Regions from separate parts of the Mus musculus genome. Here all the other regions are linked to region 1. The links are chromatin contacts, called in public Hi-C and HiChIP or PLAC-seq maps. All regions are on one chromosome and are shown on one strand. The core of a region is the stretch at or near the end of the contact, and the rest is flanking DNA. Distances in the headings are between cores, read along the strand shown.

The links. A called contact is a pair of places that touch in the nucleus more often than the background predicts. HiChIP or PLAC-seq counts read pairs in DNA pulled down with a chosen protein or histone mark.
Region 2: a FOXA1 HiChIP or PLAC-seq map of pancreatic cancer cells shows a contact between it and region 1. The contact joins the promoter of Gfpt1 here to the enhancer-like site in region 1. A contact is called at or near these places in 3 of 39 promoter capture datasets (the C10 cell line, embryonic stem cells and pre-B cells) and 2 of 115 datasets of contacts at active chromatin or transcription factors (embryonic stem cells and pancreatic cancer cells).
Region 3: an HNF4G HiChIP or PLAC-seq map of pancreatic cancer cells shows a contact between it and region 1. The contact joins two enhancer-like sites. A contact is called at or near these places in 1 of 115 datasets of contacts at active chromatin or transcription factors (pancreatic cancer cells) and 3 of 9 other capture datasets (adipose tissue, liver and pancreatic islet).
Region 4: a contact with region 1 is called in an HNF4G HiChIP or PLAC-seq map of pancreatic cancer cells. The contact joins two enhancer-like sites. A contact is called at or near these places in 11 of 484 Hi-C or Micro-C datasets (DN2 thymocytes, the G1E-ER4 cell line, Th2 cells and 6 more), 9 of 115 datasets of contacts at active chromatin or transcription factors (a beta-TC-6 cell line, effector CD8 T cells, embryonic stem cells and 4 more) and 3 of 9 other capture datasets (adipose tissue, embryonic stem cells and liver).
Region 5: a Hi-C map of uterus shows a contact between it and region 1, with 1.6 times the contacts expected there. The contact joins two enhancer-like sites. A contact is called at or near these places in 4 of 484 Hi-C or Micro-C datasets (the HPC-7 cell line, bone marrow-derived macrophages and uterus), 4 of 115 datasets of contacts at active chromatin or transcription factors (T-cell acute lymphoblastic leukemia, embryonic stem cells and pancreatic cancer cells) and 2 of 9 other capture datasets (adipose tissue and pancreatic islet).

The regions. Positions count from the first base shown.
Region 1 is chr6:87,275,515-87,278,958 of GRCm38.p6, reverse strand. All of the region lies in intron 8 of Antxr1 (anthrax toxin receptor 1), which reads left to right. Among named protein-coding and RNA genes, the nearest start is that of Gm34170, 5.5 kb to the left of the region's middle. Within about 2 kb of position 1,903, at least 107 of the 459 cell types and tissues checked have an H3K27ac peak or open chromatin away from gene starts, as enhancers often do. A contact at or near this core is called in liver, pancreatic cancer cells, pancreatic islet and 1 more, where this site is marked.
Region 2 is chr6:87,041,109-87,044,552 of GRCm38.p6, reverse strand. Gfpt1 (glutamine fructose-6-phosphate transaminase 1) reads right to left here and starts at 1,707. Exons shown (of 19, transcript NM_013528.3): 1 at 1,548-1,707. The coding sequence starts at 1,554.
Region 3 is chr6:87,067,702-87,071,145 of GRCm38.p6, reverse strand. Gfpt1 (glutamine fructose-6-phosphate transaminase 1) reads right to left here. Exons shown (of 19, transcript NM_013528.3): 11 at 3,367-3,444. Among named protein-coding and RNA genes, the nearest start is that of Gfpt1, 27 kb to the right of the region's middle. Within about 2 kb of position 1,810, at least 93 of the 459 cell types and tissues checked have an H3K27ac peak or open chromatin away from gene starts, as enhancers often do. A contact at or near this core is called in pancreatic cancer cells and pancreatic islet, where this site is marked.
Region 4 is chr6:87,125,594-87,129,037 of GRCm38.p6, reverse strand. No RefSeq gene overlaps it. Among named protein-coding and RNA genes, the nearest start is that of D6Ertd527e, 23 kb to the right of the region's middle. Within about 2 kb of position 1,802, at least 35 of the 459 cell types and tissues checked have an H3K27ac peak or open chromatin away from gene starts, as enhancers often do. A contact at or near this core is called in liver and pancreatic cancer cells, where this site is marked.
Region 5 is chr6:87,142,055-87,145,498 of GRCm38.p6, reverse strand. The region is part of intron 17 of Antxr1 (anthrax toxin receptor 1); the gene reads left to right. Among named protein-coding and RNA genes, the nearest start is that of D6Ertd527e, 39 kb to the right of the region's middle. Within about 2 kb of position 1,663, at least 18 of the 459 cell types and tissues checked have an H3K27ac peak or open chromatin away from gene starts, as enhancers often do. A contact at or near this core is called in uterus, where this site is marked.

The sequences.
Region 1 (3,444 bases), core at 654-3,153:
TGGCCTATTCAATATTACTCCACTTTAAAACCCCATCACCGCCACATAGTATATATTTTGTTGCCATTCGCTGGTGAGGAAGCCGATGCCCAGAGTGCTAGGAGAGGGGAGCCCACAGTTCTTCCTCTCTGTGTGTTTTTGAGGAAATAAAAATAAAAGCCACTCTGTGCAGTCACTGGGCTGAGCATGCCATCAAACCCTCACCAGAACCATTCGATAAATTAGACGTTGTGTGGTTGGAAAGGTTTGGAAAACTGGCCAGGACCATACAGGGCAGCAAGTGAGATTCAGGCGATGCTGTCGTGTCTGCTCAGGAGACTGATCCCAGAGCTCTGCTGAGCAGTGTAAGCCTGAAACAGAGGGAGACTCTGAGGTCCAAATTCAGAAGTCTCTACGCAGTTCACATGGTTACAGCAAAGGCGACAGAATCCAATGCTTGGATCCAATGCTTGGTGCACTGGCTGGGTGGGGAGTCCTTTGCCTCTTACCACTCGGTCAGAAGCGTTTCCACAGGATAGCTGGTGTTCAGTGGCTCATGACAAGGGGACAATTTGTCAATTAGACTCAGACTTCATGGTCCTTTGGGCAGACATTCCTCCTAAGCTATTATTTCTTCCATCCGAGTTTTAGCCAGCCAAGGCTCTGTGCCAAGGTCAGGCATAGTCGGATAGTGTGGCTGAAGATGTAAGTAAGCTATTGCTTCTTTTCCATGTGTTTAAAAGTCTCAAGATGATAAAACAACCCTCACATCCTGAATGGCAGAGGAGGCCAGGCAGGCAGAAAAGAAAGCCTCACTCACACCTAGGCCGGGCTCGCCCACCCTCTCAGGACCCTTGCAGCATCCCCACCTGTTACTGCAGAATATGGGAAAACATTTTAAAGAAAGTGCCCACTCTTATGCCTTCTCTCGTTGTGGTTCATTGGGAATTTCCTCTGACCACCGCTAGAATTTACCACCAACTCTCCAGTGAAACCTCCACACAATGATCCCACCATGCTCCTGGGCCTGCTTTGCCTTTTGCAAAGTGCTCGGGGCAGTGGGGCCAGAAAACCCATGAAAGCTAAAGCCAGAGAACTGAAATAGGTTGGCAGCTTTGATTCTTGACCCTTGTCCCCAGCTGTCCCTACTTACTGCAGTTGAGGGCAGTGTCTGGAAGCCGAAGCAGGTTATGGGAAGGGGAGGCCAGCTATTGGCTCCCTGCCATCTGCTCCACAAAGGGTTCGCCTTCTCCAGTAGATGCTTAAGAGGAGGCCTGGCTTCCTGTTAATTGGAGCATGAGTCAGCACACACAGCCTCTGTGTGTTTGATCAACAAGACATGAGTGTTGAGCAAACACTGGCAGGACCTCTTTTAGGAAATCTGTAGGATCAGCAAACTGGGGACCTATCTGCCCCACGAATACATTTGAATTGATTTTTTTTCCTGTGTTGGTTTCTCCCTTCTGTTTGTAAGAAGGCAGAAGAGGTGTAACTCCCAAATCTAGCCTGGACCCTAGCACACTCAGACAAAGAGCAGTGTCTGACTTCCAGGCTTGACTCTTACCCACTCTTGCAAGCCTCCATATGGGAACTGCTGAAGGTTTCTCTCAGTCAGAGCCCACCTCACAGCCCCGCTTTAACGGAGCCAAAACCTCCTTCCAGCATGCGAGTGAGCGAGCGTCTCGGCAACAGTAGCCCTTTCCTTAAGCCAGCTCATTGCTCATCTTCAGAATGGCTTCCCTTCTGGGGCCCCATCCAGCTCCTACCGCCCCTTGTAGCATGAGCTCTCCCCTCCCAGAACTCCAGTGGCAGCCATTCTGGGAACCTCTCTTGGATGTCTTCCTTACCATAGCCAGCTCTCTCCCTCCACAGATGCTAAGTTGTGCAACCCCAGAGGCTGCCCATCTGTCCTGTTTCTGGCACCGTGTCTTACATATTTACCCATTACAAAGCTGCCCAGTTGACTGTGCAGCATTCATGACCCATGGAAGACCCACACTGAACAACAGATGGGCATTTTGTGGCTGAGCAGAGAGTATTCTCGATCCCCTACCCTCTCTTCCAATCTTGCAGCTATAAAAGACAAGAGATGACATTCTCAGCTCTGTTCATACTGGCAGGCTGGAAGACTAAATAAAAATAGAATCAAACTGTAGTTACTGGAGTAGAGCAGAGAGTCTTCTCTAAGAGATCACTTGCCTCTGCCATCATTAATGACACTGAGGCTTTGCGGACTTTGGGACCAGGCATCTCTCCTGGTATTGTTCTCATTCTGCTTTCAAAAGCCCCAGGTCATACAGATGTCCAAAGCCGCAGAGGCTGCAGGAGCTGCCTCAGCAAGTCACAGCTCCCATCCTGGCCTCCACAGCTCTCTCCTCTCTCTAGGAAAGAGCAGCCACGATTTCATAGGAAAATGCTTTCTGAGAAGTAAGCTTGTTGTACTAGTGGGGTGCTTCAATGGGGGGAGGGGGCAGTCGAACAGGTTCTGCCTGCTGAGCACACTGGGATCCAGTGGCCACAGCCATCTGAGCTCCCCCGCTGAAAACATGGTGGGAACATGATTCAGTGGGAAAGCAGAGTGTCCTTGTTACAAAGAATGACATCCAGGCTGGAGATATGGCTCCAAACTTCCACATGTCTTAAGCTTATGCTTGCTTATTTGGTAGATTGTATCAGAGCACATAAAATCACTGAGTCCCAGGAAGATGCATGTAAAATATTCAGGTCTGACATGGACCGTGGCCCTTTTCTGCTGCTGACAGATGTGCGATCATTGGTCTATAGTGTGCAGTAGAATTTAATTAGGAAGGGTGTCTGGCTTTGTTGATATTTAGTTTAAAAATTACAGACTAAATCATTGGAGCTCATAAGATGTTCTAGGAAACATTAATGAGCCAGTTTCATGGCCCAGGTTAGTTGGCCTTGTAGTTAGAAGGTCCAGGGATTATACAAATATGGAAAAGAGAGCCCATGAATAGGTGGCTGGATTAAGGGCACACAGAAAGTATTCCTTGGATCCTTTCTTTTTTAAAATCTAACAAATGTTTAGTGCCTACTATGTGCCAGGTTAGTCTTTGAGAATACAAAAGAGGGTAAGAATAGAGCCAGTCTTTACCCATGAAATCTTTATAACCTGAAAGTAACAGCCTATTAAAAACAAGTGTACTTTCCTAGTGTGCCCATGACGGATGGATAGCAGCCGATCTGAGTTGTGGGTAGGCACAGGTTTCTTCCCTGCTCTGGTCACCTGGACTCAGTGGCAGGGATTACTCTACATCTAGAGAGCAGCAGGGGAGACAAAGTGAAAGAAAATTGGCAGGTTTCTGTTTTGGAGAAAGACTCAGACAGCCAATGGGCAGCTGTCCTCCTCTGGATCCACCCGCTTCAAGCCCCAGGTGACTCAAAATCAGATTGTTCCCTTACAACAAATAAGATGTCAAAGAACATGCTCTGGGGGACTTCCTG
Region 2 (3,444 bases), core at 458-2,957, 230 kb after region 1:
TTCTTACAAGTGAAAGACTACAAAGAATGTTTCTCACACAGCTACAAGTCTTACAATACCTCTTTCTAAAATGTGTTCTTTCTTGGGAACCAGGCACAGTGGCTCATGCCTAGAATCTCAGCACTCACGAGGCTGAAGGAGAACTGGGATCTAGACCTGCTTGAGAGACAGCGTGGGACACTATTTCTAAGAAACAAACGCTCTTTAGTCTAGTGGTCATTGTCGGTTTTAAAAGGAAAGGTAAAAATATAACTTTTTAAATACTACTAATGGCTCATTCCCATTTTACAATATTATTAGTGGTATCATATATAATTCTCATGGTATCTTTTAGTAACACTTTTTGATAATGGGGGGCGGGGGTGAGGGGTAAGACAGAGTTTCTCTGTGTAACTGTGCTCCAGCTGTCTTGGAACCAGGTTGTACTCAAAATCACTGATTTCCACCTGCCTCTGTCTCCTGAGGGCTAGGATTAAAGGCGTTGTACCACCACCGCCCAGCTAAATAAGAAGCCTTAAAATATGGAATAAAAGAGCCTGTTTTTTTTAATGGTTGTAGTAAAGACATATGTTAAACAGGTGTACATGCATGATGTGGGATCTTTAGCCAGGACTACTACTCTCTCTTCCAACAAGATCAGCTCTGAGCCCATTTCATCAAGTTATTGATTTAGTAATGGTTCCTGTTGAGAGACTTAAGAGTGGCAGAAGTCATGTGGGGTATCACTGTCAGTGCGTTGGCTTGAGTTCTCGCAGGCCTGCCTAAAATAAAGTGACTAGAATTAAGTATTTTTAAGACTGCAAGATAAGTAAATTCAAGAAATGCTACCAGCCAGGAGTGGTCATTCATACTTATAATCACAACACTTGGAAGGCTGAGACAGGGCAATGTGAATTACAGGCCAACCTGGGCTACCAAGTGGGACCCAGTTACAAAGAGACAGAAAAAGGGGATTTGGGGGGTGTGGCTAAGGGAAAGAGTACTCACTCACTTGACAAGCTGCCTTTATGAGTTTAACCCCCAGTACCACACAGCATGTTCACAGGTCGCCTCACTCACCTGGTGGACCTTCCCCTAGGCATCCCTCCATACTTGGTCTCACTTTGAGCCTCACAGCTCTTCTAAGGTAGGTATTCATCTATCCTCTGAGCTCTATGCAAAGGTGCCCCTTGAACGCTCTGATACCCTCCCTGGCCCACCCCACCCCCAATCCTCTAGCCCCTTTAAGTAGCCTCTGACTCCTAGGGCCCCCACAATCTCCTCTGCCGGTCCCTCTTAAGCACACTAGCTCCGGCCGCCCCTTCAACACCGGAATCCCCATCTTAGAGTCCCTGCCTCACGGACAGCAGCCTTTCTCCCCAGAGACCCTTCTCCTTCCAGATCCCGGCTCCCCTCAGGACCCTCAATCTCCTCGGGATGCCCGCTCCACAAGCCCCCCTTCTCTTCAGGACCCCAGCCCCAAGGCCGCTCTGTTGACACGCGCTGTCCACCTCTGGCTTCACTGCGCGGGCCCTGCGGCCACCACACACCCCCATCGCTGCCCTTACCGCACATGATGTTGGTCACGGGCGAGGGCTGAGCTGTCGGGCGCGCGGAGAGCTTCAGAAGCGAGGGTGAGCTCGGGCCGGGGTGGTGGCAATGAGAGGACTCTGGGATGCGACAGCTCAGACCCGACAGTCCGACTCAGCGCTCGCTTCGCTCTCAACTGCCGCCCCGCCCCCCCCGGCCACGCGCGCCGCCGCGGCTCTCCCATTGGGCCGCGCCCGCGCCGCTCACGCGCAGGCATCGCCCGCCCAGCGCGCAGACGCAGAGCTGCGGGTAGCGACGTGGCAGGGGCTCGACCAGCATCCGCTTTAGGTTCCTGGAGCCGCCCGCTGAGGGCGAGCCGAGCCTCGGAGGAGGAGGAGGAAGGGAATGTTTACACAGCAGTTTGTGTGTTTCAAGGGGAACGGGAAGGAGGGAGACAGAGAGAAAAGCTGTAGGGCAGGAGGGAGAGCCTGGGACAGACGTGTCAGTGTGCAGAGCCACGGTGGCCGGAACTGCGCTGCTGGCGCAGAGGTGCGGGAGCCTGCAGGACGCCCTCGGGCAGCCATTCCGGTGACGACCTGAGCTGTAGGCAAGGTGCTCAGCGCCCCACTCCCTGCCTTCCTCACTGTTCTCTGCCTAAGGTACCACTAGTCAGTAGTCCCAGCACTGCGCCTGCGCTCAGGGAAGCTGTGGGCACGTTGTACTCGGGATCGCTCTTGTCGCGAATGAACTCTCCGTTGAGAAAAGAGGAGTTAGCGGGGCGTTCCCTTTCAGAAGGTTTAAATAATACCTTGGAGCAAAAGTAGCTGGTTATCAGCCCGCACTTGATAGCTCTAACGGAAATGAATGAGTAGGGCCCACAGAAGCACTCTCAGCCAGAATCCCCTTCCTACTGCTCCAGCATTCAAAACTGCACGCCAGGGTTATTCTACAGAGTCCCACATCACATCCTTGCCACTTTTAAGTGTGACATCTTTAGGTCTCCCCAAGATGGTTTTAACATCTCATCCTTTGATCTGTCTCATACAATAACAGACTTCTTTGGTTTTTTGTTTTTTGTTTTGTTTTTTGTTTGTTTGTTTGTTTTGAGACAGGGTTTCTCTGTGTAGCCCTGGCTGTCCTGGAACTCACTCTGTAGACCAGGCTGGCCTCGAACTCAGAAATCCGCCTGCCTCTGCCTCCCGAGTGCTGGGATTAAAGGCGTGCGCCACCACGCCCGGCTATAACAGACTTCTGTATTAAAGGTGGTTTTTTTCCTCTCCCCACTAAACTGTTAAGTTCCTTTATGATAGAGTGAGATTTTTTTGTTTGTTTGTTTGGTTGGCTTTTTTTTTTTTTAATAACCAACACTTGCCTAGTCATAGACCAGAGCAATACGTGGCAAATTAAAACTGTTCTGGTGGCTGGAAAGAGTGATAAAAGCCTTATAGGCTTGTCCTAAGCTCTTTGTATGTGCAAGGAAGCAAAGGCTTTTCAGTTTTTTTATCGCCTATCTCAAATAGAGGCTAGAAAAAGTAATCAAGGAAGTATTTCTCATCTAAAAGGCTCTTCATTATTCCAAGCCATTACACAGGTCCCTAGATTACGTTGGCAGAGCTAACACAGTGACATGTTCCTTAGAGGACCTCTTAGAGACCCTCCCCTGGAAGGCGACTTGAATGATACTGCACAAGAACCGAAGTGTGGTTCTGGTGCCTTGCCTCCCTTGTTTGCTGGCAGCAAACCTGTCGATGCCACAAAGGAAATGGCAGTAGTACCAGCAAAGTGTTTCAGCTACAGTACTTTGTTCAGCTGTGCCTACCGACTCACAGTTCCTTATCTTACCCATCTCCGTTCTGCTGCTGTCTGGGTAGGTGCTCAGCACCAGCTGAAAGGAAACTTTAAAGGCCAATGCTCTCCAGCCCAGCCTTGAACAAG
Region 3 (3,444 bases), core at 561-3,060, 210 kb after region 1:
TGTTGGCCTCACTTGGACTGCTGGGACATCTCTCCTCTGCCCACCTACTGAAATCCATTGGATCATCTCTGAAGATGGTGATGGTGACAACAATATTCTCTCAGCAAGTGTGAAGACCTAATTTGGATCTCTAGCACTCACATAAAACGTTGGGCACAATGACAGGTGCCTGTAATCCCAGCATTACGAAGATGGAGACCGGCAAGTCCCAACATTAGGAAGGTGGAGCCCAATGACCAGCCAGTGCAGCCAGTCAGTAAGCCCCAGGTTCAGGAGATAAGGTGAAAGGTACTGAGAAAGGCATGCGACAGTGACCTCTGACCTCCACATTCACACAGACACACTTGCTCACATGTATTAGCCTCCCAGTCCCCAGACACCACCAAAGTAGAAACCAAACAAAGCAACAACAAAACTTGCTGCTGGTTTCCCAAATGACTTGGACTATAAACCACACTATTCATGTTTTCCAGGTCCCCTGTGAGCATTTCCAGGTTAACTTCTGTGCCTGCTCTTAATCAAAACACAGTGTAAGAGTACAGTGTTTGCACAGGTCTTGGTGTGCGCTACACTTTAGGAAGTATGATGTGTGTTCTATTGGTAAAATACTGTGTGCTGTTTGAATCCACTGAGAAACTGCCTCTGGAAATGGGGTTTTTCCCACCCCCCCACCCCCCACCATTTCAGGCCCAAGAATGTTTGTTCTCTCCAATCTGAAGACAGAATAGCCTTCTAAACACTGTGATAGGCACGAGAAAAAAACAGCCTAAGGAAAGCCATGGGAACAGCTCCAAGGAAAAACTATTTCTAACAGATGTTACTACTGTTTCCCCATAACAAACAAGTGTGTGCAGAGGGAAGGAAAAGCTGAAAAGTTAGAACCACCTCACCATCCCAGGTCTGTTTCTGCTCTACCCAATTTGACAATGCCCACTCTTGATACTCCGAAGCCTCCCCTTACTTGAGGGACCATTTTACCCTGACTAAACTCCAACTGACTGGGTTACAGAAGCCTTCCCAGTCAATTTCTGCTAGACATTTTGATATTTTGTTCTGTCTGTCTATCCATCATTTTCTACTGATTCTTTTCCTTTGGCTTGCCATATACTTCAGAAACTCAGCCATACAAAACCAAATGGATGGCTATAAGACAGAAAAAAAAACAAAAAACAAAAAAACAACGCCTGGAGGCTGGGGTGAGTCATACTCCATATAAAACAGACAAATTACATGAGGAGGGCGCACCTTTAAATCAAGAGGCAGCTGGAGATATGTGAGTCTAAGGCTGGCCTGGTCTTCAAAAGTGAGTTCCAGGCCATTTGGGACTATATAACACCCTACCCCTCCTCCCAAAAGAGCAGACAGTCTACCAGAGAAGGTAGTATTGCAGATGGAGATCAAGAACAGGCATGTTAAGACATGTTTCCTAAACTTAGTCAAGCAAATTCCCTGATGGCTTTTAGGCTAATTCTAGGAGTCCCCCAAGGTCTGAAATGACTTATGTACAATGTGTGAGACCCAGGCAGGCCTCTTGCTGCTCCTGCCTCAGCCTGCCAAGCATGTCATAATCTGGATAATGCTTTAGTCTAACTCTGACAACACAGCCATAACTAAGAAATAAATAGAAAGACTGCTTAGGAGGTGGGGTTCCTCAGGAGCGTCACTGAAGGAACACACCCATGAGTGACTGGCAATGTGACCTTTGGCAAACATTCAGCTGACAGTTCTGACGTCCCCGAGAACTCCTATCCTGTTTACATTAGACAACTCATATGCACGTAATACACGTAAGAGTTTTAAACACAGTAGCTGTCTCAGCGCTGGTGTATGACTCAGAAGGAGACGACACACATAGCACATGCAGGGTCCTAGTTTTGTTCCCCAGGATGTGGCACAGAGGGATTAAGACAACACAGTAACCACAGGAATAAAGGCATACCATGAAGTTCTCAAAGTCGGCCTCATTCTCTTCGCTTAGCAAACAGGTCTTTTTCCTGACTTAAGTTCCACGAATCCTTTGAGCACTGTGCTCTGGCCCTGGGTCTCCTCCCTCACAGATCTATGTGGTCCTCACGGTCCCACTCCTATTGCTCCTGTCTCCCCATTCTTCCTCTTTTCACTGTGCTCAGACAGATCGACATCGTACTGCTATATATAACCCAGGCTTTCCCTTCCCTGGCACCTACAGACCAGATAGCACCCAGACTTTAAAAGCTAATCAGCTTCCATAACAGAGGTGCCCCCTGAGCCCACCATCCACCTCCTCAGGACAGTTCCTCTCCCCAACTTTCCTAAACTGACTTTTATAATTCTTCAAATCCTAGACCTGAGACATACCCTAAACTACTGAGCATAAGCATAACAGAGCATAAGCCTCCTCATGGCTTTCACACCAATGCCCTCAGCTAATGCTCTTCCAGGCAGCCCAGTGTTCCCATCTGACCTCCACTTACTTACATCTTCCAAGCCTACACCTTCTTACATCGCGAGGCTTCCCCTCATCCCAACATCCCTTTCCTAAATTCAATACTAAACTTTAAACACTTTCTAGTGCTTGGATCATATTTTACATTTATTTAAATTGTTAATTATATATTCATATGATTAAATTATTAAGGGCAAGACTACATCAGAAACTCTGCTATGGTCTACTCCTGTGACATGAGTTGGAGACTAGAGTCTAGTCATGCGGTATCTGTAAGCTGCTGTGGTGTGTGCTCTAGAGACCAGAGCTGCTCTCTGACTTCTGCTTTCAACATGGAGCAAAGTGCAAACATGAAAGACCTCTGCAGAAGTTCGTGTTTTGCTACTTATGACAGAAACCTAGGGGCTGGAAAGATGGCTCAATGGTTAAGAGCACTTGCTGTTCTTGCAGAGAATTTGGGTTCTGTTTCCAGAGCACACATGATGGCTCCCAACTATATCAAACTCCTGTTCCAGTTCCTCTTCTAATCTCCAAGAGAATCAAGCACAAATGTGGTACACATATTATACAGACAGGCAGGCAAAGTGCCCAAGGTCTGATAACCACAGCAAGAACCTAGTGTGTGACTGTCACCTCGTAGTGGGATTATGCACATTCACACTGTGAGCCCCAGCCCTGCTATCCAACTCTAGAACTCTCCCACATACCCAGTGAAAACTACCTAGGAGACCATGACTCTCCACCATTCCCCAGCACCTGTCCCCACCAGCCCACTTTCTGTCCCCAAATCTGAGCTGACTCAACCAATACACAGTGCAATCGCACTTTGATACCTGGCAATCTTAGCTGTTCCACAAATCTATAAGAAGGACAATAATTTGTCAGGTTGCTAATGGCACTCCCCCAGGAGACTTAAATGACAAAATATAAAATGTCATTACCAGTGTAGTCATCAAAATTGACTCTTCCTCTCATTGTGTTCACAACAGATTCTGGCTGCTCAAAAATTTCCTTCTGCA
Region 4 (3,444 bases), core at 553-3,052, 150 kb after region 1:
CTATCATGTAGGATTTTAGGCAAATCCTGAGTGTTCCAAAAACAAAACCATTCCAGGATCCATTGTCTGGAGACTGGCTTCTGCCTGGGCTCCACTGGGTTCCATTCCCAGGTTCCCAGTGACTGCAAAGTCTATGGATTCCAGGCATCCAATGGAGAAATTTCCTTGCAGAGGAATGGTACAAGCCACAGTTATCTCTCCAGCAAGATTTCTTTCTCACTTCAAACAATTCTTCCTAATCCTGACCCCTAGATTGTCTTCTTCCCTCCAGACATGCATTGGTACAAGGAGCTATTCTCAGCCATGACTAGGGCTGTTTCCATCTGGGTCCGTGCTATGATCACATGGGGATTAGAGATAAAGTGGACCACCATCTCTGTTGTATGGGGAATTCCAGATGTTTTCACTCTACTGCAAAAGAAGTTTTCTTCTCATTAACAATAACTGTGTCCATTGGCCAACCAGCCTGTTGATGCAGGGTCTCACCATCTTGCCAAACAGGCAGGCTGAGCAAGAAAGGGGAAAGAAGAATTGCCCTGTTTGTGGCTGAAAATGGGATTTCAGAGGAGGCAGGGTCCTGCTGCTGCTCTGTGTCCCTCAGTTGTAGACCATCAGTGCATCCCAGTCACCAATAATCCATACACGCACTGCGGGTCACAGAGTTACCAGCCAACCAATGTCGGTTGTGCAGATAAATGTAAACAAGGAACCTCGTTTCCAAGGAATCTCATTCCCAAGCATTCAAGAAAACTAGCAATAGATATGAAAACTACGTCTTGGATAGGATTTCCTTTGAGGAACTTAGGTCACCAGGTATGGTGGCATTTGCTTTTGGTCTCAGCAGAGGCAGGGGAATCTCTGCAAGTTCCTGGTTCTGGCTAGCCAGGGCAACATAGTGAGACTCTGTCTCAAGAAAAAACAAACATAAAAGCAAACAAGCAGCCAGAAAGTACTTCTCATGTAAGCATGGAGCCTTGAGTTAGAATTCCCAGCCCCCACATAAAATCTGGACCCAGGATTTAATCCAGGATCTGGAGAAGTGGAGGTCAAAGGTCACAGCCAGCCTGGTTAGCTGAACTGATGAATGTGGGATCAATAAGAGACGTTGTCTCAAAGATAACATGGGTGAGCCAGTGATGTTGCTCAGTGTGAAGGCACTTGCCACCAACCCAGACAGTCTGAGTTCGATCCCTGGGACTCACAGAGTGGAGGAAACAAAATGACTCCTGAAAGAAAGCGGTTGTCCTCCAGCTTTTGCGCAGAGGCTGTGCTGTGCACACCCACACACCTGTAAGTAATAGTGTAATTTTTAAAATAAGGTGGAGAGTGACCAGGGAAGACACCTATAACCTGCGCTCTCTACACACAGATACACAACTGTGGATGCACAGAGAGTGGGGAAGCAAGGGGGAGGGGAGAGCGGTGTGGGGAGAGGAGAGGGGGAGAGCACACACCAGTAATTAAGATCTCAGTTCCACTTCCCCATGCCCTTCAAGCAAATATTCAAGTATTCCCCAGTGTGGGCTCTCCCTAGGTGGTATTGGATGGCTCCTTCTGACAGCTCATTCACTCTGTCCTCTCTGGGTCACTTCTCAATGTGTACATACATACACTCCATGTCAACTGGGTCAAAGTCCCTTTCTGCTTTTCACTTGGAAAGAAAAATAAAAACAAATGCAAGGAATGCAGAGTAGGACAGCAGCAGGGAATGCCAGCCCTGGCCTTCATTAGAAGAGCCAGCTCTATTTTTACCTCATTTGTTTACTTAGCATCCTGTCACGGGACCGGATCTCTGCTATCCCATAACGGGTGGAGCACGCAGCATGTCTGCCTCAGTCAGGAGTCCAGCTGCTGTACGAGCATGTACATGTGCACACCTGCCAGAAAGGACCCTCTCTTCGGCTGCTGTTAAGTTCAGTCATGTGACTGCTTGTGGACATTAATGCTCACTTGCTCTCTGTTTCTCTTTTAATTAACTAAACTTAATTCTGAACATTTGCTGATATACAGAAGATTAAGAAAACAGAGAGAGCGGCGCCTGACCTCGCCTCAACTGGCCCTGCTGTTAACAGCCCCATGAGCCTGGTGTGTCTATTATCCTGAACTTGCTTTTGATGCCTTACCAGATACTAATGTCCACAGAGTCTGCCCCGCTTTCTACAGTTCTGTGGAACACCAATGCTCTGTTGTGTATATGCATCCGCCAGGAGCCACATAGTGGCAGATGGAATCGAGGCATTGTCCTAAGCACCTAAATGATTCACCTATTAAACCCTCTTCCCCTCCCCCAACCCTCAGCCCTGCATCCTAGAATTCTCCAGAAGGACAGAGTCCACGTGCATGCATATCTGCATCTATAGAGATATCTCTATAGATGCAGATAGGTCAGGGGCTTAAGGTCTCTGCTTACATGACTATCTATGGTGACCAAAAAAATCCATCAGTCTGAAGACATCATAGTATGACAGACACAGTGGAGTTTCAGAGGCAGGGAACCCAAAAGTAGAGCTCTGGGGTCAGGGAGAAAAGCCTGAGACGCTGAAAAGGCTGTGGTAAATCCTAAGTCCAAACACTGGAGCGCCTGTGGGGTACTGCTACCAAGTACCAGGAAACAGTGGAGCAGGTTCAACACGGGGGCCTCATGGGACCCATCCCAGTTCCTCGGAGCTCCAGGTTTATAACAAATGGACAAGAAAGGCCACCCAACCTCAGACCCTACAGGGATAAGGATCTGATTGGTCCATCTGACTGCTATCCAGACAAGTCAGGGATGCTGGCTGAAAGTGAGAAGCTAGCAGAAGATGGAGGTGACCAGGATCCACCTCAAGCCTCAGTATCAGCTACAGTAACAACAGCTTAATGCAGTTCACCAGTTAGTTACAGCTCATGTAAGTTCCCAGGAAATGAGACAAATTAGAACCAGCAGGATAGAATACTCCGCTCTGACAGCATGACACCAAAGGCTGCTCTCTGCTCCGAACCCCTCTACAAGGCTAGAACCTTGTGCCCAAGCTGCTGGGACTATCACCACTAATGAATGGCTCCTGGCTGAGTTCCTGCCACAGAGAGCTCCTTAGTTACACTCCCTTCCAGTAAGTCGGACAAAACCACAGCCTAGCCGGGTAGAGTGGCGCAAAGACCTCCCCCTTGCCTCAATTTCGGAATGTTCCGAAAGACTCCTAGCTCTGGAACTCCCCTGCATCAGCGAGGTCCCCTGTGCGTGTGCTGCCCATCTCTTTCCCTTTGTTGTTCATTACGAACAACCTAACTTGAATTACAAACCAACGTTCGAAAAACTAAAACCATAGTAAAATTGGTTTACTTGAGTCAGTACATAATCAATATTTTTGAAATAAATTTAAAAGTGGTCGTTTAATTATTTTCTATTAAATCTTCAAAGCCTGCCGGGTGCTTTATGTTACAGTGTCTCAGTGCTGGATAGAT
Region 5 (3,444 bases), core at 414-2,913, 130 kb after region 1:
TGAATAGAAAATTATTTAATGTGACTAAAAATATGATTCTCTTGTTTTATATTAAAAATCAGTTTTTAAATTTTTGGACTCAGCAAACTGAGACTTGAAGATACTTTTCATGAACTCCCAGCAGCTGTGGTTGCCTGCATGTGATCAGGCCGGCCAGTGTCCTAGCACAGGTGGAAAGGGGACCTCAGCCTACACCCCAGCTTGGCACTGCTGGTGTAGGTGGCTCCACTGGGGGAAGAGTCCTTGTCGTCAGCTTTGCTAGGGTAACCAGGCTCCAGTGGCTAGTTCTATGCCCATGTACATGTGGGCACCATCAACTGGACTCAGTGGCTTATTAAAAAAAATATACTGGACCCAGTGGGTTATTAAACAAATTTTTAAGGGAACAACCCAGTAGAGAAGTGAGCAGAGCTTGTGAACAGGCCAGGAACTAAGGGTGTGGACAGAAACCTAACCTCGCATGTAATAAAACAACCACCATAGAAAGGACTCCACTCCCTCAGACCATTACACTGGAAACCTTCCCAACGTGTAACTGTGATTGAAGTCATCATAAAATAGTATTGCGACTACAAGTTGTTATCCATTTTTCTAGAAGAAAAGTTGACAATATGATCGATCACTGTGTTACACTGCATTAACTAACTCAGTGACTCTGCCTTGAATGACCAGTGGGCAAATGGAAGCAGTCCTATTATTTATAGCAGAGAGAGCTGGATTCCTACTGCCTCACAGTAAAGAACTTAACTACATCTCATGTTTCTGTGAAGGTTAAAAACATGAAGGAAGTTTGGGATCTACAGATGGTCAGTTAAAAATCCTAGCATGGGGGTGGGGCTCCAGAGCCACACCCACAGCTGTGGAGCTATGGGATTCAAAGGAAGGGAGACTCGCTCCTTTTTAGAGGTGACCATTGCCCTTGTACCCGTGGATAACCCATAGCCATATGCATATGGGCAGCTCTAATGGGACTGAGTGGATGACAGAGGCACCTAAAGCAAGAAAGGAGAGCCATTATGAAGAGGGACGGAGAGGTGTGGAGGAAGGGAATAGGGGGCAGATAGAGTTTATAGTAGACAGCTATGAAAGTTTCAAATAGTAAAACAAGAAAAATAGCAGGGACGTGAAGAGCCAGGCAGGGTTCAATGGCAGAGCCTTTGCCAAGCAAGTACAAGGTCCTGGATACAAGAGGCAGAATAAAGGGAGGGGTACCCATGGCATGTTATTTAATTTTTATACAGCCTGATTTGACTGTTGTAAATCCATGCACTGCATGGGTGTCTGTGATTTCTAAAACAGAAAAGCACAGAGGTATTTGAGTCCTGTTACCTGTGTTTCTTCTCCCCTCCTCTTTTTCCTCTTTCACTTCACGTATTTTCCTAGTTTTCAACAAATACAGAACTTTGCAATCAGATGAAAGGGAGCCGTATATTAAATAAATCATATCTCAGTAATAATTACTGACAAAGCGTGTGTCCCACTAAAGATAGGCCATTTTGTTTCCACCCTTCCCTTCGCTTCTCCGGCTCCCTCGTGCTTCCAAATATTTCCTCCACGCTTTCATCTTACCCCTGGTTTTGGCATCAAAAGACACGATTACAGAGAGCACGCCAGCTTGTGTGTCAGCAGAATGAATTAAATAATCAAGAGAGTTGACCTTGGATCCTTTTCCCGGACAGCACATAAAGAGCAGGCTAGGAGAGGAAATGTATTACAGACAAGCCGAGCCTGAGGTTGGAGGGAAGGGGGCTGGATGAACGCCTGCTGTTCACCCCGACAGCACGCTTTCTCTTGCCCTGGGCTCACACAGTACCTGTTTATCTCTGTCATGGAACTGGGCCTAGAATGTGAGTGCTGTCACAAGAAAAGCCAGAGCGTGGTGTCTTCTTTTGAAATGATGGATCGACATTAAAGTGTAGGGTTCAAAGACAGAAAAGAAAGTGAGGTAGGCCAAAGAGATTCCCAGGAGCCGGCCAACAGCTTGAGTTAAGAGCTTGAGTATCCTGTAGGAGGGAGACACTGAAAGTCAAAAGCAGAAAGAACACTGAATGTGTGTGTGCACTTACTACATATATACTTTATATACTGCTATATATGTGTGTGTATACATATGTATGGGCGTTTTATATGTAAACCTGTAATGTTAATGGAAAGGCAGGGCCAGGGAACCTTTGAACTACTTGACTTTTGTTTTAGATGTGCAGTAGTGAGAAGGGGGGAGAATCTCAGGGATTTAAATGTCCTCTTCTGCTTCTCTCCGACACACAGAAGATGGTGCCTCCCACCCCAGTTTTCACTTCCAGGGTTGGTTCTGCCTGCCCGCCTACCCCTACTTGGACATTCTGATTCTCAGGAGAGGGAATGCTACTGACCCAGCTCAGGTTAGATGCCTGGCTCTGGTCCAGTCAATGATGGCACCATCACAGATCACTAGGGTCCACTAGGGTCCAGCTGTTCTGAGTCATTAATTCTGTCTCCCTCTAGACTGTATCTTCTGGAGGGCAAGGCCCTGATGCTTGCCCAGTACTGGCTGAGGCCCCTAGTGATTGACAGACAATGCAACTGCTTCAGAAAGGACGCAGTGACTCAGAGTGGAAAAAGGCATGCATGGGAAGATGCTGCTCTGAAGTCCATGTCCTAATGCAGCACTAGTGTGCCAACTTCATCAGTTACAGCAGCAGACAGCAGTGAGCCAAAGAGTTTTATGGTCTAGCCTGAGAACCAGACATTCTTTCCAAGATCAATTTTCCTAACCACCATCCCAAACAGCCAACTCCAAACAAACTTTGGAAGATTAATCCTATTGTAACTTGAGAAATACCTACAGCCCTCCTAACAAGACAGCGCATGGGAAAACTAGGTCAGAGGAAAAGGTATTTGTAGAGAGAACTTGGCTTGTATGTTACACTCTTTCCGTGATTGCTTTAGTATTCTCTCTGTGAAATCCAATTTCCTTGAATGACCTCTGTTCATAGGAAACTATTTGGTTTAATTCGTGGGGCCATGGCATATGTTTAACCATCTCCAAAGGCCAGCTCCGTCTCTGCTGAGCATGCCTGATACCCAGATGTTTCCTAACACTCAGCACTCATGAGCTCACCCCTGGCACATTCTTCGCACACAATCACCCCAAAGCTCTTCTCACATCTCCCCAGCATCCCACAGGCTCAAACTCAGAAACTCAGGGGCCAGCTTGAATCCTCACCTGGGAACCTAAAAACAAAAGGTGAAGCTTCCAATGCTGCAATTTCCCGGTTTACTAGGGTTTCCGAGACCTGAGGAGCAGCTGGAAGATATGCATTGCAAGGGATCAGAGCCAGCCAAACTAAGCAACATAAAAAGATGTGCAAACTGGCCGACCAAAAGAATCCAATTAAACTGCAGGCAAAGGGTTCCACAGCCACCCAGATCTGATGGAATCAGAGCTCGGGGCTGAAGGACCCC